7 separate regions of the Mus musculus genome follow, and regions 2, 3, 4, 5, 6 and 7 are each linked to region 1. A link is a contact called in public ChIA-PET, HiChIP or PLAC-seq and Micro-C data. All regions are on one chromosome and are shown on one strand. Each heading gives the region's core, a stretch centred on a gene start, on an enhancer-like site or on the middle of the called end of the contact. The rest is flanking DNA. Distances are from core to core; before and after follow the strand shown.

Region 1 (3,972 bases), core at 721-3,220:
GGGAGTGGAAATACTTCTGTCACTGAGAAAATGCAGATCTGCCCCTTTCCCAACCAATGCACGGGTGCGCTCTCTCTCTCTCTCTCTCTCTCTCTCTCTCCACACACACACACACACACACACACACACACACACAAAGCAAAACCAAACAAAACCAAAATCCCTGGTCTGGTTGCCTTCAAATTCGCCTTGACTCTAAGAAACTGTTGCTTGTTTACTGTCAGCTCCTGGCTCTGCCACCTTCACTCAGCTCCAGGACACTCCCACCAACCCTACCTCAACTCCCTCAGCTTTTCTTTCCTGTGTGTTCAAAACAGATGCGTTTTGGTTGGACCCGCTGTCTACCTTCACCCTACATTAATGACCACCCAAACTGTATTTGAAAACCAATGATTCACCAGACCTGACATCACATTTTCAAAAGAAAACCTTCTGGGTTTTGAAGTGGGATTTTACTAGTGCTAGGCCTCTAGTGTGTACACACACACACACACACACACACACACACACACACACACACGGCCTCTGTCTGCATGACTTCCACTGGGTATCTGACTTCATTATTCCCATCAGATTTACTCGACAGCCTCTTTCCAAATTATGCCAGCCCCTTAGTTCCCATAAACACTTGTAGGCGACTGTCCTTCCTGATTGGTAGTTTGCCTGGGCTGCTGTCGGTCAGGGGTGGGGGTGGGGAGGTGTCCCACAAAGATGCCTCTGAGACACACTTGAAAAACAAATCCTCCAAGGTTCATTATTTCCACCGCTCTGATCCACCCCTCCCCCAGCATAAACAACCTCGGTGTCCGCCTTCCCGGACAGACAATCCTGCTCTGGAGGTGCGCGGGGAGGGGTCGCCCTGGGTTTCCACTACCCCTCCCCAGCCCAGGCGGCTCGGCTGGCCTTAAGACATCGGGCCGATTCCCTTTCCTAGACCTCCCCTCCACCGCCCCCCCCCCCAGGGCTGTCTGTCCCCGGCCTCCTGCGCACTGGGCCCCGGGGTCCCCGCAACCCACCCGGCCGCTCGGCCCCGGCCTGGCCCTCACCAGTTGTAGGACGGACACTTACTTGAGCCCTAGGCCATTGAGGTGCTGTCCTATGAGCCTAATGACATCCTCATCGGACTGCGAGAGCCGCTTCTTCTTCTTGAGGCTGCTGCCCAGCTCGGGGGTGGCCTGGGCGGCGGCGGCGGTGGCGGAGGCCGCGGCGGCCCCGCCGGGAACCCCGTTATTGACACTCAGGCTGTTGCTATTGTTGCCAGCGGCGGAGGGGGCGGCAGGCAGGAGCCCGTTGGCGTGGGCCAGGTCCCCCGCGGACGTCGCCGAAGGGGACGACTCCCCGTTCTGCGCCGACAGGCAGGCGAGCTCCGGGGTCTGGCCCTGGCCCCCGCCGCCCCCGCCGCCGCCTCCTCCCGCCCCGTTGGCCTGCATGGTGCCGCCGCTGACCAGGCTGTGGCCGCTGCTCCGCTGCGGGGCGGCGGGGGCGGCCGGAGGCAGTCCCACCACCACCACCACGGAGGAGGAGGAGGAGGAGGCGGCCGGCGAGGGCGAGGGCGGGGGGGGGAGGCCTGCTCGGCCCGCCGAGGCCCCGGGCTCTCCTGCTCCCTCCGCCGCCGAGGCTCGGGGCTTCTTTCGCGGGGGCGGGGAGGCTCCGCCGGCGTCCGAGTCGGAGGAGGAGGAAGCGGAGGCCAGAGTTTCCTCGCCGAGAGAGGCCGTGGTGGGAGGCCGGCGGGGCGCGGCGGGGGTCGGCGGGGCGGGAGGAGGGGGAGAAGGAGGACCGGGCCCTTCCCCCCCCCTCCGGAGGCGCTCGCGGCGCGGCCCGGGGGCTCGCGGGCACTGGGGGGGGCGCGGGCCCGAAGCTGGGAGCCCGGACGGCGGCGGCGGAGGCGGCGGCGGAGGCAGCGGCCGCCTCGGTGCTGGGTCCGCGCCGCTCCGCTCCCTGGTGTGTTGATTCTTCCCCCAGCTGCTGTCTAATGGAGTCCGGGCGCTGGCGTCACAGGAAATGCCTATACTGCCCTCCTCGCTCACTTCCGGCAGCAGGTATGGAACCTATAGGGGGCTGTCACCCGGCACGTGTGTGTCCGGCGGCCGGGGTGAGGCCGTGGGGTGAAGGCGAGGGCGGCCGGGGGTGGGGGTCCGGCCCCGGCGGGGAGGCGCGACTCAGCACGACCTGGCCCGCCTGTGCGAGGCCGCCCTGGCTCCCCGGGTCAGGCGTGCGAGCTCGGCCTGCAGTAAGTTCGCAGCCTCGCTCCGGGGCCCTGCAGGGTGGGAGGCGGAGATCACGTCCTCGCCCTGCACCCTGAGTGACCCAGAAAGGAGCGAGCGGCCGGCGTGGAGGGGGCCGCAGACGCACTGGCACGGGCCAGGGTGGGGCCGCCGGCGGCCTGGTTTTGCAGCTTGTGACTTCGAGCACAAGGGTGTGCTAGGCCCCTGGCCACCGGCTTCTTGCTCTGCACTCAGGATTTAACCACTGCCTCGGTTTAGGGTGGAAACACTTGAACTTGCACAGCCAAGCACCACACACAGTTGTATCCGTGTCAGTCCAGGACAAGGGAGATGACAGCAGAGCTGAGTGTGCTCCACCCTGGGAAGGCGAAGTCGGCCGTAAACTGCCTTCCCTCTGGGAGGAAAAACAACAACTCGTGGGGGCAAGACGTTTCAAAGGCTGAGGGTGTGTAGAGGCGCTTTGCTTTGGAGTTTTACTAGGTTTGTTTTGTCTTTCTTTTAAGTGCTCGCTCAGATGTCTTGTTCCTGGTTCCTGTACCTCTGACCGAGGGGTGGGATTGGGGCACCGTTTCAGATTCTGGTTTGAAATTTTCAAGTGGCCGGAGTTTCACTGTCCCAGCGCTTTAAACGGCTTTCTTGAGTGGAGAAACACAGCAGCAGAGAACTGAGTAACTATGTTACTCTGTGGCAAATGGTCCATGGGGCCCTAGTCAGTTTCATGGACTTGGGTCGTAGCATGTAGACCTGGTGTGGACAGATATTTTTCCTGACGTGACTTCCATTTGGGAGGAAAACAACAACAAAAAGACCAAACAAACAGACCCAACAGCCTTAAGCAATACATCTTATGTCTCTGAAATTTACAACACTCACAGCTCAGTAATTTTTAGGTCTTTGGGGACAGCCTTTTTTAAATTTAGAAGTGTAATAAAAATTAGCCTATGATTTGTCAAGAATCCTGAGCTCTCTTCATCTTGAGACTGGGAAGAGAGACAGAGACCAGGGCAGTCTTACAGAGATCTAGCATTGTGGCTGTCATGCTTTAAATATGCTTTCAGGTGTCAGCTGTAATTGCAAAGTGACTCACATACGGTGTTTGTATTCACCTGAGACAGACCTTCATTTTAGCTGAGGTTCATAGGGCACAGACAGTATATCCAGCAGAGCCAGAATTACTAGATAGTCAATGCCCTCATAGAGCCCTGTACAGCAACTTTAGAAATCTCATTATCATGAAGGTTGTTAGTGTTTAGGCAAAATTTACTTTCTGAAAAATGGTTTATCGTAATCTACTGGTTCCTAGCAACCTTCAGGTGGATCAAGTCAGGAGCTTAGTTTGAGTAAAGTCTGTAGCTTTTATAAAGAAAAGGACCATTTAACTATAGGCCAGGTTTCCACTCCTTAACAAAGGGGGAGAGGAGAGGAGCAATGACTAGGACTTCATCACCATCCAGGCTCAGTGCGCACATCTCAGCTTTTCACCTCAGAGTAGCCTAGATGCCTCTTAGAAGTTCTTGAATTTATGAAATCCATATGCATGTGCCCCTTTTATCTATAGTAAAACATTGGGAGCTTATTGTCTGACTCTAGAGCCTTTAGAGACAGGTTTCGGCTCCACTTGCAATAATTTTGGAATACTGTTCTTCACATTCAGAAGGCTTTAGTAACCTCATGTTACCCACATGTTAAAAAAAAAATGTATAGTTGTCTTGCATTCCCTAGTGGATCTGGTCTTATCTCAGTCTTT
Region 2 (3,972 bases), core at 1,032-3,531, 490 kb before region 1:
TATTGAATCTGGTCAGTTTCAGAAACTTCCTGAAGCTATTTTGAGTTGTTTGCCTCCCTGCTTAAGGAGCTTCCTGTAGGACAGACTGTTTTAATCTTAAGAGGAAGCTGCTACACACCAACCAGACTTCAAAACAACCAGTGTTTTGATCTTGAGCATCTCAGCTGTAATAACTGTCAGAAACAAAGAGCTGTTAGTTATAAACCACCCAGGCTGTGGTATGTAGTTAGAGTGCAGAAGCAGCCTAAGAGAAGTGACCAGACAGATAACTACAGCAATCAATCTTGTCATGTGACCCGTGATAACAGCTTGGACAGTCTCTGTCACATAAGACAGTAAATGGCTGTGAACTTAGGGCACATCTTAAAACCTGCATAACACCAGCTAATATCATTAACCACCAGCATTAGGCCCATAGCCAGTAGATTGCTTCATTTTAAGGTAAGCCAGAAACCTGATGATATGACATTAAAATTCCAGATTTTAACAGGCTACCAAACAGTTCAGATTTAAAGTAGATACCAATTGTTCTAGTCAACTCCAGGGACACACTCTACCCTGTGAGCTCCCCTTAGGGTAAGGGCTCTTGTATATTTTAATGTTGCACATAATGGTGGTCACATTTTATTAAAAACTACCAGCCAGCAAAGCCTTTCTGATTTTTTGTTTTGTTTTGTTTTGTTTTGTTTTGTTTTGTTTTGTTTTGTTTCAAGACAGGTTCCTCTGTGCAGCCCTGCTGTTCTGGAACTCATTTTATAGATCAGGCTGGCTTTGAACTCAAAGATCTGCCTGCCTCTGCCTCCCAAGCACTGGGATTACAGGTGTGCAATCCTCCCCAACTCCTTTACATTTTGCTTTACACACTACTGTACTTTGGGAATGGAATGCCCCCCAAAGGCCATGTATTGAAGTCTTGGGTCCCATGTTGACACTATACAGAGGTGACAGAAACTTCAAGATGGGTTAGTAGGCTCTCTGGTGATGTCACAGCCTCTTGAAACACATATTAACACATAGTTTCATGACTCCAGTGTTTTCAACAAACCAAGAGGAAACAGAAGCTAGGGAACCCGCTCACAGGTGCTGAGGCAGAAGGTACCTTCCAGCAGCCTGGCCATACTATTGTGCTCTGGCACGGACTCACCTCCTGGACCATGATGCCGAGGGGTAGGACACGACTACTGTCCTTTGTATTTTCCATAGTATATGATATACAAGGTAGTCCTTAAATCATGTTGAGCTGAACTGATACTGTATGTAATTGAAGTGTGCTTTCATCCATTCATTCAGCTCAATGAAAGAGCCCTAAGCTGGAGTGCTTGCCCAGTGTATGCATGAAAATCTTACAATTTTTCACTTTTAATGAATTGGAAGACTCTGCTACGGAACCAAAAATCCCAGAATACAGCACTCGAGAACAGAGGGAGGTGGGTTTCTATGAGTTTGAGGCTAGTCTGGTCTGACCTTCATAGTGACAGGACAGCCAGGGCTATGTAGCTTACAACCATGTCTCAAAAAAAACAAAAGCAAACAGAAAGGAGAGTGCTATGTACTCTGGCTGTTTCTCCTTAACTACCTCCTACTTTCTTATACCCGACACTGCAGAGATTCTGTCTTCTGGTCCTACACTTTCGTGGCATGGATAGCTGAATTGGCCTCATGCTGTCCTTATTGCTAGTCCTGATGGCTTGCACATGTAGTCAAAGCCCTCGGGAGATTAAGGCAGGAGGACCAAGGGCAACCTGAGCTAACGAGTGAGTTCAAAGTCAGCCTGAGCTACATAGCAAAAAATAAAATAGTCAACCGTTCCCTCCCTTAGGAGAACGAACATAAATTAAGGGAGAGGACAAACACTGCAGGGGACGAAAGCCTGATTTCTACTTTAAAATGAAGACGGCAGTTGCTCTGACCGTCTGGCAGTTGCAAGAGACTCCGTAACTGGCCTGCAACTTCCCAACAGCGACTCTGCACAGATGTCTCTGCAGTTGTCCCCTGCAGGGTCGGACGCGACCAGCAGCCACCCCCAACACCGCTGCTTGGGGTTCACCTCACACACCCCCGACCAACGCGGACCGCCACGAACCCCACGGGACGTCCCGGCTCCCTGGGACGGCCACGGCGGTGGGGTGAGCCTCTCTCCGAGAGGGGCGTGAGGTCCCCAGCAAGCCGAGGGCACGGGAGGGCGTGGCCCACACGCTCGGGGGCGGGGCACCCGGCGCTTTCAAACCCCAGCCGCCTTGGCGGCGGAAGTTCCGGTGTCGGCGAGCGGAGGTGAGAGGTCAGCAGGAAGTCGATACGTGGCCGCCGCCTGTCCCCGCCGAGGAGGCGCTGCGAGCGGAGATGGCGGCGCAGCTGAACGTAGAGCAGCTCGAGGTGTCGCTCGACGGTCTCACGCTGAGCCCGGACTCGGAGGAGAGGCCCGGCGCGGAGGGGGCCCCGCCGCAGACGCCGCCGTCCTCGGCCCCGGGGAATGGACTGGGCTCCGGCGCCTCGGGGCAGCAGCGGGAGCCCGGGGAGGCGGCGGCTGAGGGCGCGGCCGAGGAGGCGCGGCGGATGGAGCAGCACTGGGGCTTTGGCCTGGAGGAGCTTTACGGCCTGGCGCTGCGCTTCTACAAAAGTGAGCGGGTCACTCGCCCCTGCGGGACTGCGGGCCGGCCATGCCTGCCCCACCCACCCGAGCTAGGCCGGGGTGACCGGAGCGCCGGTCCGTCCTTGGTGGCACCGAGAGTTTGTCACTGCCGGTCCGGCCCCTGGTCACACCCCTGAGAGACCTAGAACCCTGGTTTAGCAGCCCGTGTCGCCTAGTTGCTGGGGCGTTCCACCTGGTTTAAGTTTTCTGGTTTCCACGAGCTAGAGTGGACAGGAGCGCGCGCTCCCCGGGGCTCCTATTCTGGGATGGATTTCGCCTTTTTGTTATGTATCGGTTTTTCACGGCTCACGACAACATCGAAGCGATTTTTAAAGAGAGAAAAAAAAACTATCTTAGTGGAAGAAAATTGTATTGGGTCCCACACATCCCTTTTCTAGCCTTGTAAACCGTGAGCGTGTGTGGGACATGATCATTAGGCGATAGGGATGTGGCGAAGGATGAAGTAAAATACTAAGTTCATTTATTCCCTTTTGCCTGAGTGAGTAAGTGATGGCCACTGTGTTCTAGTAACTTCTAAGTGGCTAGGAAATTCTACCATGGAAGTGAATGATGAAGACTAAAGCGCGAAGTTCTCGTTCTCTCTCTCTCTCTCTCTCTCTCTCTCTCTCTCTCTACTGTTTCTTAAAACAAAATTGTGATGTGCGGTGATTTCCTGCCTTTTTTCTTCTCTAGTTAATACTGGAGGTAACAGTCACAAGATTTGGTCAGTGGGAAAGAGCTTGACTCATAGTCTGATTCTTAAAGGCTATTTAGGTTCTTGCGTGGGAAAACAAAGCAAGATAAGGGCAAATGAAACTTTAAAGGGGTTGCTAGGTTCCACCTGCATTCTAGAACCCCATATTTATGACAAGCTTCCCAGAGTTAGGGCTTTCGGATTGCCTAGTTCACCAGCTAAAGTTGAGTTGTTCACTGTAGTGACCCGTGTGAAGGTAGTTTTATTTTTAAATCAACTTTCATTGTGCAAACTAGGTGAGATTCTATGAAACTTTCCAGAACAATAAATGGTTACTCTAAATTCATAGTATTTTAAAGTTTACCCTTGAGCTGTTCTTTGCCATGGCTGGAGGAGTTCAGCCTTTCCTGTGTGGTAATGAGTTTAGGATCACTTTAACTCTTGAGTCGCCGATTTGATTTTAGAGTTTGTCGTAAATAAATGCGAATCCACTGGTTTCTGTACAGTTCACATAGCAGTGCTTGCCCTTAAAAGTTAATTTTTGGAACTTGCATTTTAATAACATAAGCTGCAAGAAACAGGGACAAACCAACTTTAACTCTCTCTCTCTTTTTTATTTTTTAAGAATTTTTAATTTTTGTGAGTGAGT
Region 3 (3,972 bases), core at 690-3,189, 430 kb before region 1:
GGACTTGGAATAGTGCCAGGACCACACTCAGGATGGGGCCCTAAGAGAAAATCAGCAACCAAGTAGCAAGAAGACAAAAGAGAGTGAACAAGAAAAAAAAAAAAAAAGGTATGAAAATAGGCTTAGCTGCTTTGGGGTTTTCCTTTGTGTTTATTTTTAGCAAGGATTGTGTGCCTAGCTCTGCAGTAAAACAGCTGATGCTACCAATCTTTGTTCCAGGGATCTGCCCGAGGCAACCTCACAGGTTTCTGCAGCCCAAAGGGAAGGTGATGGGTTGCCTGGCCCACCCAAGCTGAATCCAGAGCATTAGTCTCACAGGACCTTTTCCCTCTCGTGGTACCTTCTGGGTATGGAGGAAACGAGAAGCCAAGTGCTTTGGACAAGGCTGGAAGCTGAAGAGGCAGCCCTGCTTGCGGGCTTAAGCTTCCAGAATGGATCTCCTGCTGGCGTCTGCAGGGAGAGGCTGAAATGCCCAGGAGAGATCTCCACATCAGGCATCCGGAGGAGGCAGAAGAGAGGCCACCACTGTTGGGTCTCACACTCCATTTTGGATTTGCCTTTGAGGATCCCCACCCCCGACTTCCCCAAGGGGAAGGGCTAAGGGAAAACTATTTAGTTGGTGAACCCTACCTTAAGACGCCAGATTCTGGCACAGTCCCCTGTCAAGCTAGTGCAAGCCATCTGGGAGAACCACATGGGCCCTGAGCTTCCAAGAGACCCTGAAGGCTGGAAGGCGGACATTAGGAAATAAATACTTTACCTCTGTCCTTCCGTGTCTCAATACTGGTGACTTGTGGGCACTGCCCTCCACGCAGAGCTGGACAGAGTCCCTGCACAGAATAGGCCTGGTCATCCTGAGCAAGAAGATTAACAGAGCGGGGCAGTGGTGGTGCACACCTTTAATCCCAGCACGTTGGGAGGCAGAGGCAGGCGGATTTCTGAGTTCGAGGCCAGCCTGGTCTACAGGGTGAATTCCAGGACAGCCAGGGCTACACAGAGAAACCCTGTCTCGGGAAAGAAGAAGGAGGAGGAGGAGGAGGAGGAGGAGGAGGAGGAGGAGGAGGAGGAGGAGGAGGAGGAGGAGGAAGATGATTACCAGAGCACCCTGCAGAGGACTCTAGAATTCTGAGGAAGAGACGGTGTGACACAGGGACTTTAATTCATACTCTGGACAGTTAACACTTGAGGTGTCCAGGGATCACCACTTCAGGGATGACTAAATTACTGCTTATCTACATAAACACCCAAAAGAGTCATAAATTAAGGTTCTTTTGCAAAGTGATTTATGTACCATATGTGACCTGAGAGAAAGAGTGATCTGGCTGGCACTTCTGGCCCAAGGAACTTCTGAAAATCCAGCGAGCTGTGGTCTGGGGCTGGAGCTGCCGGTCGTGTGGTTCCGGGGCCGCTACTGCAGGAAAACAGCTGTGCTTCTTTCTAAGAGATCCTGTTGTACACACCAGGCCTTGCACTGAGTAACAAAACAACACTACGACCTCTAATGTCTGTGTCTGTGACTGGAGACAGTCTTGCAAGGTGGTGGCGAGGAGGCCACAAGCTTTCGAATATCAAATTTCTGCTGCAGCGCCTTGCGGCTGTGAAACCATAGCAAGGTCAGAACCAGGGTCCCAACCTCTCCAGGGCCCCGAGGCTCATGGTCTCCCACTGCAGGAGCATACCTGCTTCCGGGACCAGCTTTCTTTTGGGGGAACGGCGCGGCCTAGCGGCCTCTGGTAACCGATGCAAGGATCCCTCTCTTCCCTCTCCCTTCCCCCTCCCGAGTCCCAGCTCTTGGTTTGCGCCTTGGCCTCGGGATCTTCCGGGTCCCACCGCGCGCTGCTCGCGGGCAAGCCGCTGGGCTCTGGCGCCTTGAGCATCCGAGCAGGTCCTGCCCCCGCCGTAGGCGTGGGGACCTAGAGCTGCCCTCCGCTCCTTGTCCCGGGCCAGAGGCGGACACTAGGCGGTAGAAGCAGCTGCAGGGTCTGCCCTGCCCCCGCCCCGCGCGGAGAGCTGCTGCCAGGAACAGCAATATTAATAGGTACAAACTTCCTGGAAAGATTTTCGTCTTCGCGGTAAATGACCCCTCCTTGTCTGCCGGGGCAGGCGACGGGGAAGCCTGGGACCCACAGGAGCCAGGGACATTTGGGACCCATGGAGCTGTGGCTCACGAGAGCTGAGGTTCATTGGTTGGGGACCCACTCGGTGGGCAGGTCACAGACACCGTAGGGCAGGGCTGGGCTCGCCTTGGTAAATTAGGCGTTGGAGCCGCGACGCCCGATTGCCATTCCTCGGGAGCGCGCACGCCCTGGGCCACCCCGCCCGTATGCAGCGGCCGTAGCTCCTCCTCCGGATCGGGCTTCGGGGACCTTTGGTCACTTAGGAGCACCCAAACAACTCTGCAGCTGGTGCCCATAGGTGCGCGTCATTCCTTTCTCTAGAATTACCTGGCCCAGAAGCAGTTGTAGCCAAAGCCACCTCTCTCTTTCCCAGTCGCCAAGAGAGGACGGATCAGGAAGCGTCCCACCGGCCGCTTGGGCGCTGTGTGGTCAGTCCATGCCTGCATCTTGCGGATAGTCAGGTCCCAGTGCCTCCGCAGGAGGCTCACTCCCCGTACGGTGGCTGGAGTTCCCAAACCCTTTTTTTTTTTTACAACTCTGGACAGGGCGCCTGTTCTAGATTGGTTGGAGGTGTTTTCCCACCTGAAAGTCATCATTCATTGAAAATATTTATTGAAGCCGATGTGGTGGGAAGCTTGTAATTCCAGCACTCTGGAGGCAGAGGGAAGAGGATCTCCCATAGGTAAAGTTAGCCAGGTACTGAGCCCTTGACTTAAACAAACAAATTATCGCTACAAAGCAAACACAAAAATCCTCTTTCCCAAAACTTGAAAAAAAAAAAAAAAAGACAGAATTGAAACATACATGTGGGCAGATGGCCATGGAAGCTCACGGGAGGAGAGGCAGGAAGAGGATGGAGCAGGACAGAGCTGTGTAGACGTGTTTAGTGTTGGGACTGGGTGGTTGGGAAAGAGCAAGCCAGCCTCACAGGCTCACTCCCAAAGATGAAGACTGGCCCTGCTGGTTCCACCGGTGGTGTGGGAGTCAGAACGGCAGTTTGGGGCATGCTGGGTTTGATGCACACATTGGACATCCAAGGGTAGGGCGGAACAGATACTGGTCAGACAGGTCTCCATGCGAGATGCGAGACAGGGGAAAACACCTGAAGGAACCACCAGCCAGCCACCTCTGCTTATGGAGTGCGTGACGGTACAGTATGCGTAGGTGTAGCTAGCTTGAAACTCTCTGTAGATCAGGCTGGCCTCGATGGAAAGATCAGCCTGCCTCAGTCTCCTGAGTTGCTGTCATCCCAGTCGGAACTAAAAAATTTAAATTTAACTAATTTAAATTGAAAACAGGTTATTGACTCAGTTATTTGAAAATCTTTATTCTGTCTGAAACAACTAGGGTATAGACATCTGTTTTTTCAATGGCTTTCACATTGGGTGGTTTATAGTCGCCTCTAAGTCCAGCTCCCTGGAGTCAGAAACTCATTTTATTTTATTTTATTTTATTTTATTTTATTTTATTTTAGTGTATGGGTGTGTTGCTCATGTGTCTGTACACTACATGCATGCCTACTGCCCAGGGAAGCTAAAGAGGGCATAGAATCCTCTGGGTCAGCTACTCGAAAATCTTCAACAAGTCCTCCTCCTCCTCCTACTCCTCCTCCTCCTCCTCTCCTTCCTGTTTGTTTTTGTTTTATTTTGAGGCGAGGAGGTCTTTTTATGTATCCCTACCTGATCTGGAACTCTGTATACCAGGCTAGCCTCAAACTCACAGAGATCCTCCTGCCTCTGCCTCCTGAGTGCTGGGATTGCGCTTCCTAAGAAGCCGGGATGGTCGGTGATGTGTTTCCAAGGCCTGGCACAGGGACCACAGAAGGGCTCTGATTTATCCCTGATTCCTGAATATT
Region 4 (3,972 bases), core at 637-3,136, 360 kb after region 1:
GAATTTGTTTTATGTGTGTTTCTGCTTAAATACACTTTACCTATATGTTTGATTGATTACCCTTGAACTCATTGCCAACTATGCTATAACGCATGCTTGAGCAAAGTGTACCCAAAACCATATCCCCCCTAAGCCCATCAGAGCACTTAGGAATCCTCTCTTGTACTTCAGCACTATGATTCCTGGCCACTTGAGACAGTGAAACTGCCCCCTTCCAAGGCTATAAGTTTAAGGAAAATAGTTCTATCTATATACCACAAGCAGGTTATTGGTCACTATATAAGAACCAAAATGAGAGGCCAGAGCTCTGTTTGTCTTATTTGATCTTAACTGGAACCATATGTAGTGAGTAACTGAGCATTTTCACCATTCTGTGTCCTGGTTAGTTTTTACTGACCCACTTGCCTAGGGGTAGCACCACCCACAGTGGGCTGGGCCTCCCACATCAATCATCAATCAAAACAATGTCTCACAGATATTGTCACAGGTCAATCTGATGGAGACAATTCTTCTTGAGCTTCTGTCTTCCCAGTTGACTTGTGGTTGTTGACAGTCACCAAGACAGTGTCTGAGGGCTTGTCTTTCTCTCATCGTAAAGTGGATACAGAGAGATTTAGTAATGAGGCTTAGTACAGTCACTCTTCACACCATTAATAATAATTAATTTGTATAGGAAGATACAAATCCATGATAGGAATCTCTAAAAACTTCAGTACTCCTAACAGGTCTGAGATTCTGCACCTCATATTCAGAAGTTCTGGGTCTAAGTTCAAAACCTACTGCTTTGCCTCCAGCAGAGATTGAAGACAGAGGAAAATGGCAGACTAACCATACTGCTTGTGCACAGATCTGCAGAGTTGTAACAATTGGAATTGGGATAGGAAGTGAGGGAGAGGGAAGGGCTGAGATTGAGTTTCACAACTGGGGTAAACAGAAGCAGGATTTGCTCAGGCAATGATGGCTGGAGGGAAACTTGACCTCAGGAAACTCCTCATAAGCCATCTTTTTTTTGTTATCTATCTTTCCTCCTCTTCTGCTAAAATGTAATCTCTTGTTTTATTAAAACAGATTTCTCTCAGCTTTCTGGATAGCTCTATTAAACTAAATATGATTTATTTACATATAACATTTTAATTTTTTTCCTTTAAAAGTGATGTCCCCTTATCTCCAACTTCTCTTACCAAATAGCTCTCCAAAAAATTCATCTCTTACTGTGACATATTGGAATGATCACGTCCTTAGCCCTATGAATATTGAAAATTGAAAGCTGATTATCTCGCCCCTCCCAATTAGTCATCCATTTTACAGACCCAACACATCTCTATGCTGTTTCTCTGCCTTTGTCTCTACCAACAAATAAGTAAGTCCTCAATAAATAGGTGAATAAAATATAGGGCGTCAATAAAGCCGTGTAAGACATGCAAATGGGAATTCACGAATATATGTAACCTTATTATTTAGGAATGCCTATACCTCTTGTACTCTTCACAGTACTTTTATTAGTCTCTTAATGGTGTTCTGTTTTCTTTGAGCTAGGGTCTCACTAATGTAGCCCAGGCTGATGCTCACATTTGTGGTCCTCTTAGCCAAGCGGGATTTAGAGATGTGGACACCAGGCTTGGCCGTAGTAGGTCATATGCACAGTCTGTGTAAATCATAAATGAAAGGTCCCCTCTTTCAAACGCTCAGATCTTACTCTTCACACCTATAGGTATCTCCCCCTTGGGCCCTGCCTGGCAGATTGCAGGCGGGGCTGTCAGAGGGAGGTCTTATCTGTGCTGAGCCATACAGCGGACCAGGCTTGAGCACTTCCGGTACTCACTCCGCCCCAGCGCCTGCCCCTAGCAACTGCGGGGCTCCTAAGGCCTTGGCTCCCGAGGCACGAGGCGCTTGACCGTTACTGAGTTGGGGCTGGGGCAGTAGTCTCTAAACTTGTGCCTGTGTATGCTCCTGGACTATGCAGTGCTGAGGCAGGAAAAGGAAGAAGGGGAGGAGGAGACCTTGACTGCCACAGCATACCAGGTAAACGAGGTAAACAGGTGTCTGCCCTGGGCCTCTGTGCCTGGGTCCTTGGGAGTGCCCGCACAAGTGTCTCAGAGCCCTGTCCTTCCTCAGAGAAGCAGTTTCCTAGTTGCTACTGATCAACCAGGCTTCAGCGACCCGTTCCCAGACTACGAGATTTTAAAGCTTGCTTTTTTTTTCCAGTCATAAATAAGTGATGTTTGTTGCTCTTTGCAAAACCTTGCTGCTGTTTAACATAGTCACGCACCTGCCGCTTTGTTCTAGTTTGTGTCTCTGTTGCTGTGATTCAACACCTACCGAAAGTAACTTGGGGAAGGAAAGGGTTTATTGGGCTTACACATTATAGCCCCTCATGGAGAGACACCAGGGCAGGCACTGAAACAGAGACCGTGGAGAAACCCTGCCCTGCCCTCTCATGACTTGTTCATTTTCCTGTCTTATACAGCGCAGGTCCAGTTGCCTAGCGATGGCTCTGCTCCCAGTGGTCACCGTTCTCCTACATCCCCTTAGGACCCAACTGCATCAATTAGCAGTCAAGAAAATGCCCAACATATAGGTCTGCAGGACATTCCAATGGGACCAGTCCCTCATGTGAGAATTCTTTCCCTCATGTGGGACAACTGAAGCTGTGACAGGACTTATGTGCGCAAATAACACATGGTCCCTAAGAGGATGGCTTCCCAGACACCACCTCTCTCAGATTCATGAAGCCCAACTCTAAATATCCTCATCTATACATATAACCCATCATCCTCTGGAAAACGTGAGATAATTTAGATTACTGGCGCTATCTACCCAATACAATGTAATTCTGTGTCATTACCTCGTGACACAGTAGCATTGAGGTGATAAAGGCAACAGACAAGTGAAAAAATCCTCTGTGTATGCTCAGTAAAGACAGCCATTGTAGACATGCTGAGTGTTCAGTATGTGGAAAATTCAAGCTTTGCTTTGGGGAATGTCCTGCAATTATTTTTTTGCTTGGTTCTCAAGTGCTGGAATTGTAGGTTTGTAGCCCAGCATGGTTATAGTCCTGCCCCCCCGTCAGCCCCCCCCCCACGTTTCTCTTCCCACCTTCCACTATGTCCTCTTCCCCTCCTCTCTTCCCCCTCTTTCCATACTGCAGGTTTTCCCAGGGCTCTCCACATGCTCGGTAGATACTCCACCATTGCTCCATATCTCCAGCCCTCAATTTTTAAAATTTTCTTTCAGACGATGCAAAGATCTTTAAAATACTTTAGTTCAGATAATTTTTTCCTGACATCTATTAAAATATGGCTTTGTATTTTAACCACATTTTCCTTCCTTCTCCCTCCCCTTCCCCCTCCCCTCCTTCCCCCTTCCCCTCCCCTGAGCCCTCTCCCCTCCTCTTTTTGGCTGCATAGCCAAGATTGGTCTTTAACTTCCGATCTTCCCTCCTCAGCCTCCTTAGTGCTAGAATTACAAGCCTGTACCCCTGTGTCCAAGTACACCTAACTTGCGTGTATGTTTCTTCATGTTCATGGAGAGGGTAGTACACATGTGTACATGCATGTGGAGGTCAGAGGACTGCCTTGGGTGTTGCTCAGTCCCATGCTCTGTTTTCTTTAAGACAAGCCTTCTCATTGGTTGGAAGTTGACCAAGGAGGCAAGACTGGCTGTTCAGTGGGCTCCAGGGATCCATCTGCATCTACCGCCCATCTTTCTATCGTTGGGATTTTAAGTGTGGGCCACCACACACAGCTCTTTAAGATGTAGGCTCTGGGGACCCTAATTCAGGTCCTTGCACTTCTGAGGCACACACTTTACCCACTGAGCCGTTTCCCCAGCACCACACTTGTACTCCTTGGGGACACAGTTGTATTCTGTTGGCAGTATTTGTTACCTCTGCCTTCATGCTTGTTACATCGGCATGTGCGCGTGTACTACACACATCGGGGCACACCCAGTGACTCTCAGGTGTGAGGTGCA
Region 5 (3,972 bases), core at 377-2,876, 340 kb after region 1:
GCTGACCACCACAGGCATTAATCCCTCTTCCTTACTCTCAGCCTGGCTGGAACTTTGCCTCCCTGTGCTACCAAGATGCCAAGGAAATCTCAGCAGGGGATGTAGAGAAAAGAATCCACATTGAATCTTAGCTCCCTCTATCCCCTCTCAGCTCCTCACCTCTGCATGGCCACCCTGTCCAGCAACCCTGCATGCTTTTGCCATTGGGAAGTGGAGCTCTTTAGACAGCAGGGAGTAAACCCATGTGGTTCTTCTTAGAAGACAAACCCAAAGGAGTTGTGGATTTGATGAACAGGTTGCAAGGAAGGGAGATTCTGTGTGGATAACTGTAGAGGCCTCTCACTTTCTCCCTGCAAGGCTGGTGAGAAAGCTGGGTCTATCCACGGCCAGAGGATGGGTGGATCCAGTTTCTGGCTGCAAAGTTTCACAGCAAAGCCAAGGCTGTGGTTGCTGCTATGATGGAGCGACTTGGAGCCACAAGGGGTCAAAAGCACTTTTGAATCTGAGATGAAGTGTTTCCTGCCCCCCTTCTTTCCTCCCTTCTTCCCTTCTTTCCTCCCTCCCTTGTTCCCTCTCTTCCTTTCTTCCTTCCTTCCTTCCTTCCTTCCTTCCTTCCTTCCTTCCTTCCTTCCTTCCTTCCTTCCCTCCTCTCTTCCTTCTTTGCTTCCTTCTTTGCTTGCATGTTTTTATTTCCCTTTTGCCATTTCAGCCAGCAAGTTGCACTCTTTCTTATGCTAGCACAGAGAAAATGAGCTAGTAAAGTCCTTGCTGGCTGATGTCCCACTTGCTGTGCAGGGTAATAAGGACCTTCACTAGGGAGGCATCTTTGGGGAGTGGAGGACAAGGGATTGTCCTGTGGCCTCTGCAGCTTGACTTTATTTCCTGACTTGCTGTTGCCCCTCTCTAAAGTAGGTATTACTTCCTCCATCCTTAGTGCCTGGGAGTCAGGCTTAGGATATCCTGCAGTCACTGCTATTGGAGGTGAACCAGAGGGAGCCTAGCTTGCTTTTCCTCCTGGTTTTTGACAAGTTCTTTTATGGGATCAGTTCTTGTACTGCCATGGGAGAAAGGAGTTAAGTAATCAGGGAGGCCTTCTAGGTGACACCTAAAGCCAGAAACCTTAGTAACTTTATCTGTACATTAGAAACCTCCAACCCCCTGTCCCAGCCCTGTGCAGCTTAGAGGACATGGGAATTCAAGTCCCAGCAGGATACTGCTAGAACCAAGGGACTGAAACAGAAAGAGCAGGACAGCAGGAGCCTAAGAGCTGTGTAAGGAGGGGGAGGGAGAGTCACAGCCTACTTAGCTGCCAGGACAGCAAGGCAGAGACAGCCAGAGAACTGGACTGACAAATGAGGGCACTCCAGACTTTGGCAGATGGCAGCAAAACCACACCAGCTGCTTTTTTTCCCAGGGCTGCCCGGTCCATTTGCCAGCCATGTCATGTTTACTCTTAGGACATAAAGAGAGGTTCACTGGAAGAGGGTGACTTCAAGGCTTCTCACTGGTACTTGGAGAGCTCTGTCCAGTTGAGCAGCCTCGGCACATGTGCCACTACTGTGTTGCCCCTGGCAGAGCCGTCCCCTGACAGGCATCAGCATCCCCACTTATGCAAGTCAACCCTGGCTATGATGTAACTTTTTATGCCCTGTGACTCAGGGTGGAGGGACTCCTTGGTCCCTCAGACAGCTCAGTGATTCCTTAATCATTTCCTCCTTTTAAGTCCTTAGTCACTGCGGGAGATCTGGCTGATTTCTAAGTTTATCACTCCTTGCTCCCCGGAGAGCATTTAGTAATATGCTGCAGGGGACAGGAGCTCTCAAAGCCCGTGAAGAAAATGGGCTTTCAGACACCCCCACCCCCACCCAGAAGAAGAGCAGAGGGTGTGGTTTGAGGATGCCTGGCACCTGGGCCTCTGTGTCCCTGAACAGATGGCAGCTTACACTGCTGGCTGGAGAACTGGGAAAGTTCAGAGCTGCCTTCAGAAGGTCGACACCCACTCACCACCCTGATGAACACCCACGGATGTGACGGTCATATCTAAGAAGAGGAGGGTGCGGCTACAGACAGGGGTTTCTGTGACTCAACACAATCATCTCTCTTGGCTAAATCTCTAATATCTGCTCCCCGTTGAGGAACTTTGGGGTCCCAAAGAGGCATCCATTTACTTCTGCATTGGGGGTGGAGGACTTTACATGTTGGCTGAATTGTGTCTTTTAAATGACATCGCAAGCCAGGCATGGTAGCGTGTGCCTGTTATGGTTCCTAGCACTCAGAAAGCCAAGGCAAGAGGATAGACAGCTATGGGTCAGGATGGGCAACACAGGGAGACGATCTCAAAACAAAACAAAAATGCCTCGAGAAATTGATTTAATTCCTCCCTCTCTGTTTCCCTCCTTCTCTCTTTTTCCGTCCTCTCCCGTCCTCCTCTCCCCATTTGCAGGTTACTGAAATGTTACAGTAACCAATACGATCAACTTGATTTCTCCTCTCAACAGTACAGTTTCAGGTTTCGAGTTGAGAAGTTAGTTGAGTGTGGATGCGGCCCATTCCCTTTATAGCTATTGATCATAGTTCATTGCGGTTCCTTGTATGAGTATAGTATTTTTTGTTTTATGGACTTCACTTGCTGAACATTTAGATTTGTTTCTAGAGTTTTCCGCCAATACCATATAGTAATCCCTCTCCCTGCGTGGGCTCCCTGCGTGGGCTCCCTGCGTGGGCTCCCTGCGTGGGCTCCCTGTGTGGGGCTCCCTGCGTGGGCTCCCTGTGTGGGGCTCCCTGCGTGGGCTCCCTGTGTGGGGCTCCCTGCGTGGGCTCCCTGCAATGTTTGCAGTAAGAGGTTTATTGCTGAAATACAAGTTGAATAACGCTGTGCATGGCCACCTGACGCTCTGTGGCCAGTGAATTGCTTGTCGCACTTGAGCAAAAGGTTCCTGTGTGTTATATAAATATTTAATCCTAATCAAGGGTTTCTACCCCACCTTTGACCATTTAGTTCCCAGATAAAAGATATACACAACCTTTCTTTTTTCACACAACTTTCATATTTATAACAAGCCTTAATCAGCACAAGAGCTTGGCAGGTTTCTATCTTCTTTGCTATTATATCTATTTCCCAGCCAATAATCCCATACACAATTTGCTATGTTTCCTCTGGGCTGCTCTTAACTCCAATTAGCCAACCCAACCCACATGGCCATTATTTTAAGATTCTTATCCCATGACAGCTTTCTTCTCCATTCAACAACTTCTCTCTCTCTTTTGTGGTTCTGACCCCAAGTCGGGGACCCTAAGCCCCACCCATGTCTCTTCTGCCCAGCCATTGGCTCGCACCATCTTTATTCACCAATCAGAAAGAAGGTTACATAGTGGACTCTCTTGTCTCTGGGGCAACTAGGCCTCGCGGGTCAGCACTTACAATACATAGCATAAGACCAAATCTCAACCCTGTGTTATTGAGTGTTTTGGTTTCTGTTGAGGTTTTGGTACTCGGACATTAGGGCTATACTATGTCTCAGACAGTGGCTGCTCCTTTACCCTAGGAGATGAATGAGAGGATACAGCGAGCCAAACCAGTCTAGATTAGTCCAACCAATCAGCTGAGCCAATGCCCAGCAAAGGCAGCCCCAGCCAAACTACTGCCCTTGGCTTCTGCAGAAAAAGAAATGCCTAAGCGGCGGAGGCTCCAACCCTGAGCCATCTATCTCAGCAGCCACTTCATGGTGTTTCCTTTGGTTCGTTTGGTTGAGCCAATGCCCAGCAAAGGCAGCCCCAGCCAAACTACTGCCCTTGGCTTCTGCAGAAGAAGAAATGCCTAAGCGGCGGAGGCTCCAACCCTGAGCCATCTATCTCAGCAGCCACTTCATGGTGTTTCCTTTGGTTCGTTTGGTTTCGGGTTTGTGTGAGAAGATGGCCTCTAGGTCCTGACTTGCTAGGTAAGCACTCTCTTATCTCTGAGCCACATCTCAG
Region 6 (3,972 bases), core at 834-3,333, 320 kb before region 1:
GCTTCGGAGCATTGAGTATTATACATTTTTTTTCTCTTGCGTATAACAGAGTAGTAAGAAAGTAAAAGAGCTACTGTCTGTCCCTACTCTAAAATTTCTAGACAGGACAGAGAAAACCCAAAACAGATCTCAGGTCAAGGTTGTTGTCCTATGTGTGGTACCCTCTCTTTCCCCTCCCCCATCCTTTTCTTTCTTTGCGTCAGAGGTAGTCAGGAAGCGGAGGTACCATCCTCTGGAAGGGCTGGGTTGTCTATGAATGGAATAATCCTCTAATCTGATTTAGACATTTGTCTCACTGGACTGACTGCTCTGACACACCCCTGTCCCCTCTGCCCTATGTCTCCAACAGAAGAATCTTTACCTTCTGATGTCTGGACCCTGTCTCTAGTGAAATCTAGGCAGCCAGGGTTCAGGAGGCCACAGGTCTCACAGGTGACTCAAATATCAACTTCTGGAGCACACTGGCCTGGTAGAGAGTGACAGAACAGTAGGCCGTGGAAAGGGAAGGCACAGGGCCAACCCTGAAGCACGGAGGTGTTTTGCATGGAGGCTCTGTGATGCCCCACTGTGTGGAATGACTCGCCCTGGACTATGGGCCCCAGAGGATGGAGCGAACAGGGTTGTGGGGAGTTCGTTCGGTGCTTGTGCACCGGCCCTAAGGAACACACATCAGGTGGTGGCCTCAAGTGTTTGTATTTTGCCACAGCACTTCTGTGACCACTCAGAACATTCGCAGCATAGAAGCTCCGAAGGGCGGGGCTGTGGTGGAGGAGGGGGCACCTCTGCAACCTCAAAGAAGTCTGCCCTGTCCCCGCCTTAGAAGCCCTTGGGGGAGAGGTCTGATTTACACAGCTTTCTAGGACCGGAGGTGCTTTCCGGCTTTCAGGCCGGGCCGGGCTCCACCTCAGACACCCCGTCCCACTCAGATCCACAATATGAGGGAGAGGCCTAGCTTTTGCATCACAAAAGTAGCCCCACCCTCCCCCTACTTGGGCAATCTGCCCACTGTAAAAGTTTCCTAATCCACATCTGCTTCCTTCTTTGGGCCGTGGCTAATTGCCCAATCACTGTATTTCCCCAACAGAACTCCGAGGGCTCCTGGGAATCCACATCCAGGAGTCTTGGGAAGATCGACTCTGGGAGATTGACCCTCTGTTTTTCTGTCTGCGTTTTACACTGCCCTGCCCCCATTGGACCCCGAGTCGTCTGGGTTCCCAAGCTGCCTGCTGCTGATGGATGGCATCTGGCAGTAAAGCCAGCAGCAGACAGAGTTTGAGGTGTGGGAAGAGCTATGACCTTTGAGTGTCTGTGTATCAGTCCCGTGTGACCCTGGAATGCTGCAGCCCCTCCGAGACTGTTTTCTCTGTACCATCTACACTGTCTGGATAGTTAGTTTCTGCTCTGAGATGTCTGGTTCTACACACTAGCAGGGAAAGAGGATGGTTTGTCTAGACCAGTCCTTCATTGATACTGAACATCACCAGGCGATGATGATGGGGCGTTCCCTAAATTGGGAAGGGGGCTTAGTTTCTCAGTGTGGATCACCTATGCACGCCCCTAGAGGTCACCCCAGGAGTGCTCTGGGGAAGGGTTCGCCAATTCAGCCTCAGGGCCCAGGGATTCTGAGTCCCTAAAGCGACTCCCAGGTATTCCAGGTTTTTTCTTTTTAACTTAAAAAAAAAAAAAGGTGTTTTTATAGGCTAGAGAGATGGCTCAGCGGTTATGATCACTGGCTCTTGTTCCAGAGGTCCTGAGCTCAATTCCCAGCAGCCATGTGGTGGCTCACAACCATCTGTAATAGGATCCGATGCCGTCCTCTGGTGTGTGCCCTCTTCTGGTGCGTCCGAGGAGAACCACAATGTACTCACATACATAAAATAAGTAAATATAAAGATATATTTTTAAAAAACAAGGTGTTTTTATTGGGGGCGAGGAAACACACATATGCAGTAGACACACAGAGAAAAACACTCTCTGCAAAGCAGAGGACGGATTCAGAAAGCTGAGATTCCCTATCCCAGGTCCTTAGCGAGGCCAAATAATGACTATGCAGTTCCTCTTCTACCCAGGGCCCAATTCTGAACTTCCTAGGCTTAGCTATTCTATTGCTGATCACTCTGGGTGCCCCAGAAGGCCTCAGACCCAAGGTGTCCTTGAGGTGGCGGTAGAGATCCCCTGTGTACATCTGCAAGTCAGAAAGCATCTGCCCCAGATGCCTGTCCTTTGGCTCTGGCACAGAAGGTCTTACTGAACACAGCAGGGCCTTGGGTGTTACATTTTGACACGAAGCCAGCTACGATGATAAGCCACAGGGTTTCCTTTCGCCCATTGCAAGGGTGGTGAACTCTTGCATATTTAAGGCACACCAGCCCAGAAGAGCTTCCAGGGACGAAGGACCTCACGTTCTGGTGGCCTGTAAATGTGACACCTCTGTGCCGTTTGGCTTGACTAAAGCCCCAAATGTTAGCATCCTATAAAGTCCCTTCCCTGTTAATCACTTGCAAAGGAAGGCAGCGGCGGTGTTCCTTTTGAAGAAAGCCGGATACAGAGTGGGGGTCTTATATTTCAGGGGCTCCTCATTAGGAGATGTGAGCTCCAGGATGGGATTAGATTTTGTTTTTCTGTTTTTCTGTGCTGGGGGATGGAACTCAGGACCTTTCGAATGCTAGGTGAGCGTCCAGACACTGAGCTACCCCCAGCCCCAGATGAGACATTTGAAGTCCTTCTGGGGCATTACCTAGTTTCCTTGGAAACAGAGGTGGGAGATAAGAGAAAAATGACTGAGAAGCAGGTCTGTGACCCTGGGACTTCCCTCTCTGGGGCCAGCTGCCTGGATTTCTATATTTCCTCTTACTTCAGCCTGCCTATCCTGTGACCCCTCCAAACTCTCTGTCATATATATCCAAATAGCCCTAACTTTGGCAGTCAATATCTGCCCTTAGACAGGTCATGTAACAGTTTTACGCCTCGGTGTCTTCATCTATTAAGTGGAAATAATAATGCAAACCTCCCTGTCTACCCCAGGGATAAAGAGTTAACAATGCCAGGCATGGTAGTACATGCCTAGAATCTCTGCACCAGGGAGGCTGAGGTAGGAGGACTTTGAGTTCAAGGCTAGCCTGGGCTACATAATGAGACCTTGTCACAAAACAAAACAAAGCCAACACACACACACACACACACACACACACACACACACACACCCCAAAACCACACACACATCTTGCATGCATGATTTATTATGATTAGGGACAGATTTTTTTTTCTTTTCTTTGACGTGGTAGAGATCAAAACCAAGGACTTGCAAATGCTGTACTAGAGACTTAGACCCTTAGCCTTATCAGAGTTATTTCTGCTCCTCTCTTTTTTTTTTTTTTTGGGTTTTTTTTTGAGACAGGGTTTCTCTGTATAGCCCTGGCTGTCCTGGAACTCACTCTGTAGACCAGGCTGGCCTCGAACTCAGAAATTCTGCCTCTGCCCCTCGAGTGCTGGGATTAAAGGCGTGCGCCACCCTGCCCGGCAGTTATGTTCCTCTTCTAAGTTCTGAGCCCACCCACTTACTACTATAAATCTTCTACATATATTAATATGTACGTGAGAATGTGTACATATGTGTGCTCGTGCATGCACTCGTGTGTGTGTGTGTGTGTGTGTGTGTGTGTGTGTGTGTGTGTGTTTGGGCTGTTACCCAGAGCCCTTGAACCTGAGAGGGTTTTCTCTGCTCTCAGGGTTGTTTGAGAAAGGTAGAACACAGCGCATACACACCCAGGGGCCAGTGTCCTCCTGGGAAGGCAGAGAGGTGATCCCTGTCCACCAGGCCCTTTGGCCCTTAAGCTCCTCTGTGGCCATTGTTCACCTCTCATTGGCTACAGGAAAGGTTTCCTTCTGCACACACTTAGACCTCTGAGCCAGAGAGGCCTTAGGGGGCAGATGCAAATATCTGTATCGCAAGGTCTCCTCTAACTGCATACT
Region 7 (3,972 bases), core at 946-3,445, 320 kb after region 1:
ACAGACACACAAGCTACTGTAGTAGTAGCAGCCCATCTGGGAGAGAAAGCTTGGCAAGGGGTTGATGCAAAAAGAAACCAAGTCTGAGGTGGGGGCCTGATAACCTCAGTCAAGCCATTTCTCCTCTCTCTGGACCCCAGCTTCCTCATGTGTGGTGGAGAATATTAGGCTTACACTTCACATTTTGTGCGTTCCACCCTCATTACCATTACTTGGGTTATCACTAGGCTGATTCCCCTGAGGACAGACTCTGTATCTTTTATCCCTAGCGCTGAGTGCTGGGTTGGCTTGCTGCAAAGGGCGTGCTTTCCCCCTTCTTTCTGCGTGCACACCCATCCCATGGCCCTAAGGACCACTGTGCCATCCAAGGTCAGCCACGGCACTGGAAACGGACTTGATGTTTGTCTGCTCATCATGTTAACCTCATCGCAACAGGATCCCAGTTGACTAAAAAGCTATGAAGCTAGAACTGCTGGTACTTGGTAGCCACTGGATCTTTTACAGCTAAAAGGCTTTCTGGGCTCTCCAAAGACCCTCGGAAGAGGCCTCCCCTCGGTGTGGATATGCATGGTGTGCCCCAGAGGGTCAACGGTCTGCTTCTAGAAAAGAGATGAACATTGTTTTCTACTTTATATCTTAATTTTAAAACACTGATCATGGATCCTGAAGCCCAGGCCACCTCACGTCTGCTTGCCAACAACCCCACCTACACGCCCAAGGGTCGAAGTAATAAATCCAAGGCCATCATGGGGCTGGACCAAAGATCATTTATAGTGTCTAGGCGGTTCACCTGTTCATATGTGTGGCCCTTCCTCGCAGAAGCAGAAGCCACAGACAGAATAGGAAAGAACAGAAGAGTAAAAGACACATTTGTGTATTGTGAACGGCCGTGATTTCAGTGAGGCTGGTTACCTAGAGAGAACTTGTGCTGCCCTTTGGCAGGGATCAGGGCCCGACATCCAGGTCCGTGGGCTCTTGATGTTCTTCTAGTCTTTCCTGGGTCAAAACTCAGTACTATTTCAAACTCAAAGCTGTTGAAGCGAACATTTATCTTCCATATGGAGAACTGACCAATGATGTAGAAGAACTCCTCAGGACTACAGACAGCTTTTCTCCCCCATCCTTATCCAAAACAGTATTTATGCACACGGAGTCAACTGACAGGGTTACCAGTGTTCCCTGCAAATTATAAATGTGCCCACATGCTTCTCACCCATGACTGCTCCAGGACGCCATCGCGTGGATCCAGTTACTAACCATGGTAATGTCCCCTCTGGTGGGTCCCCTCTCCCTGCTTCCCCACCCACCCTCCTTTTTTATTTCACATAGGAAACAGGAAGTCTCATCATCAGGCAAAGCCTCGAAGTGGGACCTTAACATTTGCTACTACATAATTCATGCAGATGGCAAGGTCAACAGGGCTTTGAGAGTTTATTTTGGGAGGGTGGTTTTCTGCAATTCAAATGCAGGAGTAAATGTCAACGCTAATAAAATAAAAATTCTTACAGTAGAGACTGTGTTACTAACTACAAACCAGGTGGAGGGGTGGGCTGGCTTCTCCGAGCTCACGGAGTCTTACTTCCTGCCTAATGAACGGCTCAATTCCTTCTGAAAGGCAAACACACACTGAGATAAGAAGAGCAAACTGGTAAGCCAGCAGGAGAAGTAATTTAAACCAGATTGGTGTCTCTCTCCATAAAAGGAGTAGGTTTCAGGTGTGTCTTGTAACAAAATCTAGCAATGCCGAGAGGGTCACATCACCGCAGCATGTTGGTCAGGGATTACACAAAGCATCCCATTGTTCTGATGTCACTGTGAGGCTCGTACAGAGAACTAGTGTATGGAAGGAGTCCTTGGAACGTTACTGTGTTCTATAGTTTTGTGATGATGTCTTGAGTTCTATCCAGTACAGGACAATTTTTATTTTTTATCAGTCTTCCTCTGTCTTTCTTGCCATATGGCTCTGAAATACTTTGTTCTATGACTGGGCTGGCTAAACTCGGGCCTGCTAAGTTTGCTATGTGGCCTGATGCCAGGCAACTGGATGGTTCAGGGAATAAAGATCATTAACTGTCAGCCGAGTATGTCAAGTCCCTGCTGGAAACAGCACGATGCACACGGACAGAGATCAGTTGCAGTAGGCTCGCTCATCCAGGAGACTTCTCTGCACTAGTGAGAATGAGTCATAGCTTCCATAGTCAGTCAGTGTGATGAATATTCCATGCAGGCTGCTGAGCCCAAGCAGCTGGACCTAAAGAGAATATACCACACTGTTCTATTTATACATGCAGAATAGGAAGCCATACAACCGTGTCTTAGTTAGCGTTCTACTGCTGAGAACAGACACCAGAACCTAGGACAACGTTTAACTGGGTCTGGCTTACAGGTTCAGAGCTTCAGTTCATTATCATCAAGGCAGGAGCATGGCAGCATCCAGGCAGACATGGTGTAGGAGGAGCTGAGAGTTCTACATCTTATTCTGAAGACAAACAGAAGACTGGCTCCCATGTGGTTAGGAGGAGGGTCTTAAAGCCCACACCTACAGTGGCACACCTCCTCCAACAAGGCCACACCCACAAATAGTGCCATTTCCTGAGCCACTCCCTGGGCCAAGCATATTTGAACTACCACAAGTTGATTCCCCTTGTTAGAAATGATGCCTTGTGACAGAAGCATCCTGAATGCTATGAACATCTCATTCCTGGATTTGGGGGATTGGCGCCCAGCTTATAAGAGTCCTCTGAGCTGTCTACTGTGGTGTGTGCTTATGCATACATGTATGTTTGCATGTTCGTGTATGCGTGAGTGTGTGCATGTGTCTATGTAAACAGACACACATTTGACAAAGTTGACATTGGGTGTCTTCCTTGATTGCGTTCCACTTAATCTATTGAGGCAGGATCTCTCAACTGAACGGAACTTGCCAATTCTGGCTAGTGTAACTGGCCAGCTTGTCCAAGGGATCCGCAGTCTGTTTCTCCAGTGTTGGGATTAAGGTGACCAGCGCATCTGCCAACCTTTTACATAGTTTCTGGGGATCTCAGGCTCAGTCTTCATGACTCTGTTACAAGTGCTTTAGCCACCGAGCCATCTCTCTAGCCTATGATATTAATTCTGCTATCGATGGTACTATATCTCCTGTAGCACAGACTGGCCTCAAACTCAGTGTGTAGCTGAAGCTGGCCTTCAGCTCTGATCTTCCTGCCTCCACTCGCAAACACTAGGATTACAAGCATGGGATATGAATGGAATCTGGCTCGTAAATTATTTAGTATTCTTTTGCAGTGTGTGTGTTGTGTATATGTATGTATGTATGTATGTATGTATGTATGCATATATGGAGTGTATGTCTGTGTATGTGTATATGTGTGTGTTATATGTATATATGTGTATGTGTGTTTATGTTGTGTGTGTATGTGTGTCTGTGTATATGTGTGTGTCATGTGTGTATATGATGTGTGTGTATATGCGTGCATGTTCCACCTCAGTCACTTTGATATTCATTTCTTTATATTATAAGCAAAACTCTAAAGCTCCCCTGAGTGCCACCATAGACCCAGCTCCCCTCCCCTCAGCCCCCACCTCTAACTCTTCTTCAGAGTCTCCACCTTGTTCTGACTTGGCCACCTCTCCCTCCACTTCTCAGTACTAGTTAAGCCCTGGCCCTGGAGCTGCCCCTGCCTCTCTCCAGTCCTATTTCAACTCTTTCTGCCTCTTGTAGTCTGACATTCCCGCCACTGTGAAAGACTGCTTTCTTATCAAAGCAGAGTAAGATTCACTAACGTCAGTGCACCCAGCTGTAAGAAGGAAGCATCCAGAAGGTTGGAGTCGGGGAAACAAAGGCAGCAGTGAGATCCCACATGGCTAAGGGAGGCACCACCAAGGGTTTAAAGGCCCCTTGTGTGTGTGTGTGTGAACATGGAGTGTGTCCTGTGGCCTTGGTGGGGGACACTGAGCATTTGCAAAGTACCA

What was found. A called contact is a pair of places that touch in the nucleus more often than the background predicts. ChIA-PET counts read pairs in DNA pulled down with a chosen protein or histone mark. HiChIP or PLAC-seq counts read pairs in DNA pulled down with a chosen protein or histone mark.
Region 2: a contact with region 1 is called in an RNA polymerase II ChIA-PET map of memory CD8 T cells, with 27 read pairs. The contact joins the promoter of Acbd3 here to the promoter of Wdr26 in region 1. A contact is called at or near these places in 3 of 39 promoter capture datasets (liver, neutrophils and pre-B cells), 3 of 115 datasets of contacts at active chromatin or transcription factors (effector CD8 T cells, extraembryonic endoderm stem cells and memory CD8 T cells) and 2 of 9 other capture datasets (adipose tissue and pancreatic islet).
Region 3: a contact with region 1 is called in an RNA polymerase II ChIA-PET map of memory CD8 T cells, with 39 read pairs. The contact joins the promoter of 2900024J01Rik here to the promoter of Wdr26 in region 1. A contact is called at or near these places in 3 of 39 promoter capture datasets (liver, pre-B cells and stem cell-derived epiblast-like cells), 1 of 484 Hi-C or Micro-C datasets (embryonic stem cells) and 2 of 115 datasets of contacts at active chromatin or transcription factors (memory CD8 T cells and pancreatic cancer cells).
Region 4: a contact with region 1 is called in an H3K27ac HiChIP or PLAC-seq map of extraembryonic endoderm stem cells, with 5 times the contacts expected there. The contact joins the promoter of Dnah14 here to the promoter of Wdr26 in region 1. A contact is called at or near these places in 15 of 39 promoter capture datasets (the 3T3-L1 cell line, 3T3-L1-derived adipocytes, the SN4741 cell line and 9 more), 1 of 15 datasets of contacts at CTCF or cohesin (the NIH/3T3 cell line) and 5 of 115 datasets of contacts at active chromatin or transcription factors (embryonic basal ganglia, extraembryonic endoderm stem cells, forebrain and 2 more).
Region 5: an HNF4G HiChIP or PLAC-seq map of pancreatic cancer cells shows a contact between it and region 1. The contact joins the enhancer-like site here to the promoter of Wdr26 in region 1. A contact is called at or near these places in 11 of 39 promoter capture datasets (the 3T3-L1 cell line, 3T3-L1-derived adipocytes, HPC-7-derived erythroid cells and 8 more), 1 of 15 datasets of contacts at CTCF or cohesin (the NIH/3T3 cell line), 5 of 484 Hi-C or Micro-C datasets (Th1 cells, Th2 cells, cerebellar granule neurons and 1 more) and 18 of 115 datasets of contacts at active chromatin or transcription factors (DN3 thymocytes, bone marrow-derived macrophages, cardiomyocytes and 13 more).
Region 6: a contact with region 1 is called in a Micro-C map of embryonic stem cells, with 4 times the contacts expected there. The contact joins the enhancer-like site here to the promoter of Wdr26 in region 1. A contact is called at or near these places in 10 of 39 promoter capture datasets (the 3T3-L1 cell line, the C10 cell line, the HPC-7 cell line and 6 more), 1 of 15 datasets of contacts at CTCF or cohesin (large pre-B cells), 2 of 484 Hi-C or Micro-C datasets (both in embryonic stem cells), 10 of 115 datasets of contacts at active chromatin or transcription factors (the 230-238 cell line, embryonic stem cells, fetal liver and 5 more) and 2 of 9 other capture datasets (adipose tissue and embryonic stem cells).
Region 7: a contact with region 1 is called in an H3K4me3 HiChIP or PLAC-seq map of forebrain, with 4 times the contacts expected there. The contact joins the enhancer-like site here to the promoter of Wdr26 in region 1. A contact is called at or near these places in 11 of 39 promoter capture datasets (the 3T3-L1 cell line, 3T3-L1-derived adipocytes, HPC-7-derived erythroid cells and 8 more), 6 of 484 Hi-C or Micro-C datasets (LSK cells, Th1 cells, Th2 cells and 2 more), 15 of 115 datasets of contacts at active chromatin or transcription factors (DN3 thymocytes, bone marrow-derived macrophages, cardiomyocytes and 11 more) and 1 of 9 other capture datasets (embryonic stem cells).

The regions. Positions count from the first base shown.
Region 1 is chr1:181,210,008-181,213,979 of GRCm38.p6, forward strand. It overlaps Wdr26 (WD repeat domain 26), which reads right to left and starts at 1,971. Exons shown (of 14, transcript NM_145514.5): 1 at 1,069-1,971. The coding sequence starts at 1,430. Gm38664 reads left to right here and starts at 1,429. Exons shown (of 6, transcript XM_011238899.2): 1 at 1,429-1,492; 2 at 1,803-2,039. The coding sequence starts at 1,429.
Region 2 is chr1:180,723,762-180,727,733 of GRCm38.p6, forward strand. Acbd3 (acyl-Coenzyme A binding domain containing 3) reads left to right here and starts at 2,282. Exons shown (of 8, transcript NM_133225.3): 1 at 2,282-2,617. The coding sequence starts at 2,341.
Region 3 is chr1:180,776,022-180,779,993 of GRCm38.p6, forward strand. It overlaps 2900024J01Rik (a long non-coding RNA gene), which reads left to right and starts at 1,940. Exons shown (of 3, transcript XR_373751.4): 1 at 1,940-2,038.
Region 4 is chr1:181,574,707-181,578,678 of GRCm38.p6, forward strand. It overlaps Dnah14 (dynein, axonemal, heavy chain 14), which reads left to right and starts at 1,887. Exons shown (of 87, transcript NM_001377039.1): 1 at 1,887-2,022.
Region 5 is chr1:181,551,320-181,555,291 of GRCm38.p6, forward strand. No RefSeq gene overlaps it. Among named protein-coding and RNA genes, the nearest start is that of Gm32767, 13 kb to the left of the region's middle. Within about 2 kb of position 1,627, at least 113 of the 459 cell types and tissues checked have an H3K27ac peak or open chromatin away from gene starts, as enhancers often do. A contact at or near this core is called in bone marrow-derived macrophages, hippocampal neurons and pancreatic cancer cells, where this site is marked.
Region 6 is chr1:180,887,873-180,891,844 of GRCm38.p6, forward strand. No RefSeq gene overlaps it. Among named protein-coding and RNA genes, the nearest start is that of Lefty2, 3.2 kb to the right of the region's middle. Within about 2 kb of position 2,084, at least 26 of the 459 cell types and tissues checked have an H3K27ac peak or open chromatin away from gene starts, as enhancers often do. A contact at or near this core is called in embryonic stem cells, where this site is marked.
Region 7 is chr1:181,533,551-181,537,522 of GRCm38.p6, forward strand. Gm32767 (a long non-coding RNA gene) reads right to left here. Exons shown (of 3, transcript XR_373754.2): 3 at 1,446-2,251. Among named protein-coding and RNA genes, the nearest start is that of Gm32767, 4.5 kb to the right of the region's middle. Within about 2 kb of position 2,196, at least 72 of the 459 cell types and tissues checked have an H3K27ac peak or open chromatin away from gene starts, as enhancers often do. A contact at or near this core is called in forebrain, hippocampal neurons, neural progenitor cells and 1 more, where this site is marked.